Linked DNA regions of Rattus norvegicus: regions 2 and 3 are each linked to region 1. A link is a contact called in public Hi-C data. All regions are on one chromosome and are shown on one strand. The core of a region is the stretch at or near the end of the contact, and the rest is flanking DNA. Distances in the headings are between cores, read along the strand shown. Region 1 holds the start of Glul (glutamate-ammonia ligase). Region 2 has its middle 130 kb from the start of Zfp648. Region 3 has its middle 73 kb from the start of Zfp648.

Region 1 (2,700 bases), core at 181-2,680:
CACACAGCTGAATAGGACACTGGATTTGCAAGGTGTCTTTCTGGTCCAAAGCATACCAAAAAGCCCGTTTGAGGTGGATGCAGCTTCTGTGAGCCACAGTGTTAGACACACTTAGGGGAGTTGACAGAGGTTGACTTAAGAGGCCGAGCTATGTGTGTGTGGTCACAGGCAACATTTCTTTTTCATATTTGTGGTGCAAAACATAACCAGAAGAACAAACTCCATCCCTTCCTCTTCCAAAGGCACCAAGAGCATGGATTTCTGGTGTTAGAAAATCTCCATCTCAAACACCAGGGCTCCTGAAAACATATAATAAAGACCGGACATGAGGTAGATTTCATGTACTAGACACAGATTGCTCAGAACGTGGCATTAATAATATATGGGCCACGTCTATTTTTACAGGTAATTTCTGTGCACATTTTCAGTTTGTCTCATAGTGTTTACACATTATCTCAGCCAACACTGCAGGGTTAAGAAAGGAAAGAGAAACTCATTCCCCCCCCCCCCGCCCCGCTCCCCACATACTTAAAAACAAACAAGAAGCAAAAGCAGGGATTTCTTTCTTCCCTTGCTTTCTTATTGTTTGTTGAGACACGTTTTCTCTGTGAAACCCTGGCTGTCCTGGAACTCCCTCTGTAGACCAGACTGGCCCCGAACTCCGGAGATCCACCAGCCTCTGACTCCTGAGTGCTAGTACTAAAGGTATGTGCCACCACCACTCTTTAGCACACGGTCTGCATCCTGACTTCAAGTCTGGTGGACCGCTTTGAAAGTCCTTCCATCTGCTTTATTTTGCAGATCTAAGGAACTCGGGCACTGAGAGGCTCAGAGACTTGCGAGACACACAAGGCAACGTCAGTCAGTCTACGGTCCTCAAAAATCCTCTTTATAGAAACGTCACACTTGTGTTTAAACCGTGAAATCACAGCCTGATCACATCCCCCAAACCCAGTCAGGAAGCCAGGAAGATGGGGTCCTCCAGGTTCCGGGAATCCTGTCTGTCTCTGGCTCGCTCAACAAAGGGTAAAATTCTCTTCTGGGGTTCTGGATTTTCACCGACAGATCTCTCCGAAAACCTCTGTACTGTTAAGGTAGCAAAGGACCAAGGCCAAATGACGCTGAGACAGTCTCAGCCTGGGTCCGAGGGTCCAGAGGTCGCTAAAGAACGCGTGCTGCAAAGGCGCACAGCACCTTCGGCCCCGGCCCCCCAGCCGCCGCTGCCTCCCCTCCCCCATTCCCCTTTCTCTTTCTTTCTTCTGGGTCGCTCGCCCCACCCCGCGGTTCCTCACGGCTCCTGGGCCAATGGTCTCAGGGCCCCGGTGCACAGCAACTGATGGGCACGGGGTTCCAGGCCTAGGCCAGCCAATCAGGGCGCCTGGGGGCGGGCACAAGCTGCCAATAAAAAGTACTGAGCAGCCCGCAACCCTGCACAGCCGAGAATGGGAGTAGGGCGGAGTGTTTGAGCAGCACACCCATTTCCTCTCCGCTCTTCGTCTCGTTCTCGTGGCCTGTCCACCCATCCATCATCCTGCCGGCCACCGCTCTGGTAAGCGCACGGAGGGTCCAGGGGTGCACAGCCACCCGGGCTGTGGCGTCGCACTCTACATCCCAGCTCCAGTCTGTTGCTGCTTGGCGCGGGATGCAGCGTTCGTGCCTCCCGCGTGCTTGTAGCGTGCGGCTCGGGCCGGCTCTGTTTGGCGTTCCTAGGGCGCGCTGTGAGCCAGGCTCCGGGAAGGGCGGGGTTGCGGGTTGTTATGATCTGTTTTTTACTTGAGGCGGGAGGCGCCGCCCCGGAGGCGGGCGTCCTGGGTTGGCTACCAAGCCGAGATCCGGGGCGACTCGGTGGTCCCAGCGGGAGTGCGCTCTTCTTGCCTTAAGTGGGCGCCGGCGCCTTGATCCTCTCTGGGCGGCGCGATTGGGTGAGTTGTCACGCTGTGGGTGGTCTGGTTGAGGCTGGTGGTCGTTAGCTTTGGTGGCACCACTCGCCAGCACGCAACGCCTTTACCGTATGACCGAACAATGGAGAGCCGGGACCCCGGAGTGGCCGGAGGGCTCTGCAGTGGAGAGGCGGGGCCGGGCGGAGGCAGCAGCAGCACGCTGTGCCTCCCGCCGTCGCTCCACTCTCGCCGTCCGGCCTCTGTCCTCGCCGGGGTATGGCCCCTTGGGAGAGGCCTTGAGATCTGCGGGGGTCCGAGAGTCGGGGCGCCGACTTTCCGGTTATTTTAGTGGGAAGGGCTGCTTCTCAAAGTGGATTACCCCAACTCCTCCGGGGGCGGGAAGCGGGGATCCTCCCCCAACCGCAAATACTCAAAGAAAGCACCGGCTGAAGACATAGACGATGGAGAGTCTCGGTTCTCAGAGTCCCCTTCTAATACCTTCGGCTTCGTTGCCTACTCTGTGAACAACGGGGAGAAGTCGAGGGCTAAGGTTAAATCCCACCAGCCTACTTATTCCAGCACCTCCCACTCCGAACGATCTGGGTCCCCCATCCCATCGCCCTCACCCAGAAAGCAGCGTTGCTTAGACCAGCGAGAAATGGAGCTGGAGGAGAGGAACGAACACTACTCTAAAAAGAGGAGGATTAGAGAGTACAACCTCAATGTATTTGATTCACATTGGCTGGGGTGAGTAAAAAGGCAGGGAGAAGGACCCGGGTGCATCTGGCAACAAGCAGAAACTACTCAGAATCTTAAGAAC
Region 2 (2,700 bases), core at 17-2,516, 180 kb after region 1:
ACTACAAGCGAGCGTCATCAGTTTTCACGCCCTTCTGCTTGTCCAAAAGCTAGGGTGTGACCATTTTGTGAGTCAAAGCTGACAATGTTCACTGGACACCAAGTCTCTGGAATTAAAAAACCATCTCCCGAGGCTGCCAGGACACAGCACTCAGAATCTGAGTGGAGGAGTCATATATCTGTTATGTAGGGAAATTGGAAACCCGCCTTTTTCCCGCCTCAGAAGAGATGCAGTTATTGCCTGAATTCGACTATTCTATAAGGAAATGGAGGGATGAAAACTCAAGACCATGAAAAAGTGAATATAGATTCGTCACAGCAATGAAACTCACGTGAGAAGCAGGGTAGGCATTGGAAAGTGGGAGGGACATGTAGGATGATTGACAAGCCCACTGTTGAGCAGGTGGGCTCTGAATGGTTTCCAGTAGCACACTTGTTTAGTGATAAACTCTCGAGTCACCTAAAGCACAGAATACAGAATATATTGTATAGAATATTGTGTTTATATGGGAAGGGGGGGCTATACATGCTGTCTGAACTACAAAGCCCTCAATTATCCCAAGCAAGACACTCTTGGGAAGGAACTTTGCTCCATGAGTCAACAGTCTCTTCCTCACATCCTTACTGATGAATTGGAAGTTGAATCAGAGGAGAAAACAGGGATTGAGTAGCAGTGGGGTGGGGAGGGTGACCTCAAGAATGCTAGAGCAACGTTAGTCACTGGCTTAATACTATGGAGTCAAATGGAAATGAACCGAAGGACTGTTTTTATCTGTTGCAGCTCCGTCTGTCTCTCTAGGAGGCAGAAGAGTAGAGATTAAGATGTGGACACCATTAGTCAAGGGCCTGGCTCAGCCTGAGTCAGCATCTCCTGGCTTCACCCTTTGCACACTCATGTGATCTGGGGTTGTCAGGAAGGGTCCAAAGGGAGATCGTCACTTACTGACCTTTGAAAGGCTAGGACATCTGAGGGATCGTGTCTGTCCAAGCCCCACTGGACGTGGGTATGGATGTACGTGTATCCGATGGGTGTTGTAAATATACCCTGCTGATTCAGGATATGTACAAAGGCTATCTCATCCCTGTCCTCTCCATTTTGGGCCTCCTGTGTCTATTTCAAAGCTCTAGAGGTAGGCTGATCTGATTTCTGTCCATCCTGTCCCCTCCTTGTTTACTGGAACATTGGGTCACTGCAGTACAGCTGGGATGTGAGCTCTGAGCAGTCCAGCGAGGCTGAGGCGGGGCCCTGCAAGGCTTCTTGTCATTGCACTGTTTTTCCTTCCCTCCCACAGCGTTTTCTTGGAAGTTCCCTGCCAGGCTCAGTGTGTATCTGCAGAGACACATTCCACATTCCCAGCTGCTTTCAACTCAGCAAGTCTCTCGCGCCTGCCGCTCCTTTCAAAAGCCCCGTGGCCTGCAATGTTAGAGATAAAAATGCCCGCAGAAAGGGAATGAAACAAACACCAGATGATCCCAGAAATGGGGGCAGCCAAAGTTTTTGTTATGACTCAAGAATGTCCATTTTCACATACAAACCCATCATCATTGTTTCCCGTCTTTAAAAGCAAAGAGGAGAACAATCTCTGCATAGGAGGCCTTTGTGATTCAGCTGAAGAGAACAAGGAGGAGCCCCAGTAGCTGCTCAGTAGAGGTGACCTGATGCTGACCTTTCTCCCTGATCACGTGATGCCCCACCGCCTGAACCCTTGCGACCTACAACAGTCCTACTTCCCCTTTCCCCTCCCTCAAAGCTTCAGGTCTCTGACTTTCCCCACCCACACTTCTTTCAGGCATAATTACTTAATTCTTTCTATACTATAGGAAATAAATAAGGGTGGGTAGGAGAGAAAGACTAAGATACATCAGCTATTTTAAAATCATATTTAAGGCCTGGGGGATGGCTCAGTTGATAAAGTGCTTGCTTATGAGGTCTCATGTAGCTTAGGCTGGACCCAGACCTACTATGTAGTGGAGGATGACCTAGAGCCTCTGATCTTCCTGCCTCTATCTTCCCATGCTGGGATTCCAGGCACGTGGCACCATAACCAGTTTTATGCAGTACTAGAGACTGGGTTTTAGGCTTGTTAGGCAGACACTACCAGCTGTGCCAAACCCCCAGCCACGAGTTGTTCTTGTTACCAGATGCTGCATGGATAATTTAAGGTTGAGACAATTCTCAAGATGTGATCCTCTGAGCTGTAGTATCGGCATCCCTCCAGATTTACTGAGACCAGAACTCTTGAGGGAAAGCATAGATATTGAAATATTTATTGAGCCCAAAGAAGTTCAAGAAGCCTTGAGCTAGAGGAGTCTTCATGGAGTTGGGGTGAAGGGAGGTGATGGGGTTTCTCTGTGCTCTTTACATTCGGAATAGTTCAGTCTGGGGAAAGAGTGAGTGTCTTAGGGTCTTATTGCTATGAACAGACACCATGACCAAAGCAACTCCTATAAGGACAACATTTAATTGGAACTGGCTTACAGGGTCAGAAGTTCAATCTATTATCATCAAGGCAGGAGCATGGCAGCATCTAGTCAGGCATGGTGCAGGAGGAGCTGAGTTCTACATCTTCATCTGAAGGAAGCCAGGAACAGACTGGGCATCCTCAGGCAGCTAGGAGGAGGGTCTCCAAGCCCACCCCAGAGTGACACACTTCCTCCAACAAGGCCACACTTTATAATAGTGCCACTCCCCAGGCCAAGC
Region 3 (2,700 bases), core at 53-2,552, 240 kb after region 1:
AAAGGAAACGAGGAAGAGGCGCCAGCGTGCAGATTGAAAACCACCATGGTGTTTACTGCTTAAAGGAACCACAAGTTCATGGCAGCCTGACTGACCAGAGAAAAACCTGTTCTGTTTAGGCAAAAGCCCAGTGGCAGCAAAACTAGATTTCTGGCCAAACTCTGCGGTGCGAACCACCGCAACCCGCCTTCCTCCTCAACATGGGCTTGGTCCACATTGGCAACGTGGATAAGCAGCACCCTGTCTCCCTCCAGTGATTCTTCTGAAGCACAAGCTCCGGGAGAGTCATACTTTTCTAGACATCAGCTGAAGCTGGGCCACATGCAAGAGAGAGAGAAGGAGGGCAAAAGGAAGACAGCTCAGCTGGCTGGCCTTGGCCCTTGAAGAAACAAGCCGCAGCAGGGGAAGAAACATACTGTTCCCTACAATCTGATCAACTGTGCAGACCTCTGGCTTGCATACTCAGGGACGCCAAGGCCCACAGGCGAAGCTGATTAGAACAGGCAGGAAAGGGGAATTGGAGATTGTTCCTGGGCAGATGAGAAACAGGTTATGAGGAAGGGAGTATCTCAGGTGGTGTGTGTGTGTGTGTGTGTGTGTGTGTGTGTGTGTGTGTGTGTGTGTACACAAGTATGAACACGCCTGCTCAGTTGGAGCCTGTGTGGGGGTGAGGAGGATGCTGCCCCCAGGAGCATAATACTCTACTTGTGCCCTGAGATCCCAGCTCCTAGGGTGGCCTCTGGCAACTGCTGAGGCCGCACAGCGAGAAATCTGGAACAACAAAGGCTGAAGGACAAAATGATCTCTGGCCAGAGGGGTTGCTGGCTTCCCAGGGCCAAGAGCTTCATTTCAGATGGACAGGGGACAACCAAGAAATAGACAAGGGGGCTGTGAAGTGAACAGAGTGAAGGAAGGAAGCCAAGGAGGCCGTGGAGGTGCTGGGTGCAAGGCGCGGTGTGAGGCTCTTACACACGGGGGTCACACTATGAAATTGCCCTCACTCATAAAATGGGAAGCAAACAGCTCTTTTCCTTCCCCCAGGTCAGCGACACCTAGCATTGCGTAATACCAGAGCCATTTGTTTATAAAGCAAACCAGAAGCCAGCCGGGGAATTTAGTCACGGTGAGACTATAGAACATGCATTTTAGTTTACAACTCAGAGAACGATGTTCAGGGACGTGAAGACCAAAGTACTTCTCAAGCCTTTGCCTCTCAGCCACACCTGTGGAACTGAGAGGCCCTCTTCCTGGTGGGCACCTGCCGTACCAGCAGACACCATTTTCCGCTGCCTCTACTTTAGCGCCACCTGCTGGCTCTGGCTGCATAACAGCATAGTTCACTCGGGCGAGCTCTGCCAGTCTGTACAGCCTATCTTTCCACATTTCTTCGGTCTTTTTTAGTTTTTTAAAGGTAAAACTTTAATTTATTCATGAACAAAACCCAATAGAGGCTAAATACTTCTAAATTTATAATATATCCCCCATTTGAAAGGCCACACTTGGTGCAATTGTTCGGACCCATTATTTGAAATATATAGAAACACTATATTAAAACACACACACACACACACACACACACACACACACACACACACACACACACACACACACACACACACACCCTAAAAATGACTATTGAATAACAAGAAAAGGATTTTAGATAAGTCAATGTTATTAAACATATGTTTATAGAGAAGAGTCAGTTTTATATGTAGATAATCATCGAGGATTTTTAAGATTTATTTTATTTGTATAGAGACAGGGCCTCACAGCCTTTCCCTCGCTGGCCTGCAACAAGTCGTGCTGCTTCTTCAGCTCACCAAGGCCTCCTCAGCGTTGTCTTCAGACTGGCTCAGGTTTCTAGTTCATCCTTTTCTCAGTTGAATCTTTTCCCTATGATTTTCTTTTCTTTTTTTTTTTTTTAAAGAAAAAAATCCTGAAATTCCACTGACCTTTGTTGTTGCTTCCTGTGGTTATTTGTTTGCTTATTTGTTTATTTTTCTGTGTAGGCATGTCCATGCAATAGTGTGTTTGGAGGTAAAAGACAAGTTGCTGGTGTTGGCTTTCTCCTGTCGCTCTGTGGGGTCCGGGGGTTGAGCTCTGTCATTGGGCTTGCCTATAGGGCCTTTACCTGTGGAGTCGGCTCGAGAGCCCTTTCCACTGCTTTAGAGGGTCTACCTTCCTTCCTCTACATATTTAGAACATGTTTCGGAGAGTTTGGTCCTATGTGAGAGGCACAGTGTGGACTACCAACACCCAAGTCAGTGCCTCTACCCAAGGACTGAGTCTGGGCACACCAGAGCAGTCCAGTTGTGCAACAAGGGCCTTTCTTGCCTGAGAGCCCTCACTGAGGATGTTAGATGAGTCCCATTTTCTGCTTTTGACCTCAATACTCTGGCTCAAAGTTCAATTCTCATCCACTGACCAATCACAGTGGGAGAGTCAGCCTCGGGGCCAGTTGATGTTGATGGTGAGGCTGAGTGAGAAGAGTTTTCTCAAAGTGGCAAGGGTGAATGTTCATTGCAAGCCAGAAGATGAGAACCAGAGAGTAAGGGTCTCGCCAAGTAGATAACGAGGCCGGAGAGAAGAAAGGGATAAGCTCATTGCTTAAAGGTTTTCAATCCCTTTCTATGTTTCCTGGTAGAATTTGTTAACTCTGCCCCCACTGGTTCATGCATTTGAATATTTAGTCCCCTGTTG

The links. A called contact is a pair of places that touch in the nucleus more often than the background predicts.
Region 2: a Hi-C map of psoas muscle shows a contact between it and region 1, with 2.0 times the contacts expected there. The contact joins the enhancer-like site here to the promoter of Glul in region 1. A contact is called at or near these places in 2 of 12 Hi-C or Micro-C datasets (mammary epithelial cells and psoas muscle).
Region 3: a Hi-C map of liver shows a contact between it and region 1, with 7 times the contacts expected there. The contact joins the enhancer-like site here to the promoter of Glul in region 1. A contact is called at or near these places in 11 of 12 Hi-C or Micro-C datasets (the A7r5 cell line, the Rat2 cell line, Schwann cells and 6 more) and 1 of 1 datasets of contacts at active chromatin or transcription factors (oligodendrocytes).

Annotation. Positions count from the first base shown.
Region 1 is chr13:68,574,636-68,577,335 of GRCr8, forward strand. Glul (glutamate-ammonia ligase) reads left to right here and starts at 1,431. Exons shown (of 7, transcript NM_017073.4): 1 at 1,431-1,549.
Region 2 is chr13:68,754,260-68,756,959 of GRCr8, forward strand. No RefSeq gene overlaps it. Among named protein-coding and RNA genes, the nearest start is that of Zfp648, 130 kb to the right of the region's middle. Within about 2 kb of position 1,267, at least 35 of the 93 cell types and tissues checked have an H3K27ac peak or open chromatin away from gene starts, as enhancers often do.
Region 3 is chr13:68,812,684-68,815,383 of GRCr8, forward strand. No RefSeq gene overlaps it. Among named protein-coding and RNA genes, the nearest start is that of Zfp648, 73 kb to the right of the region's middle. Within about 2 kb of position 1,303, at least 37 of the 93 cell types and tissues checked have an H3K27ac peak or open chromatin away from gene starts, as enhancers often do. A contact at or near this core is called in liver, where this site is marked.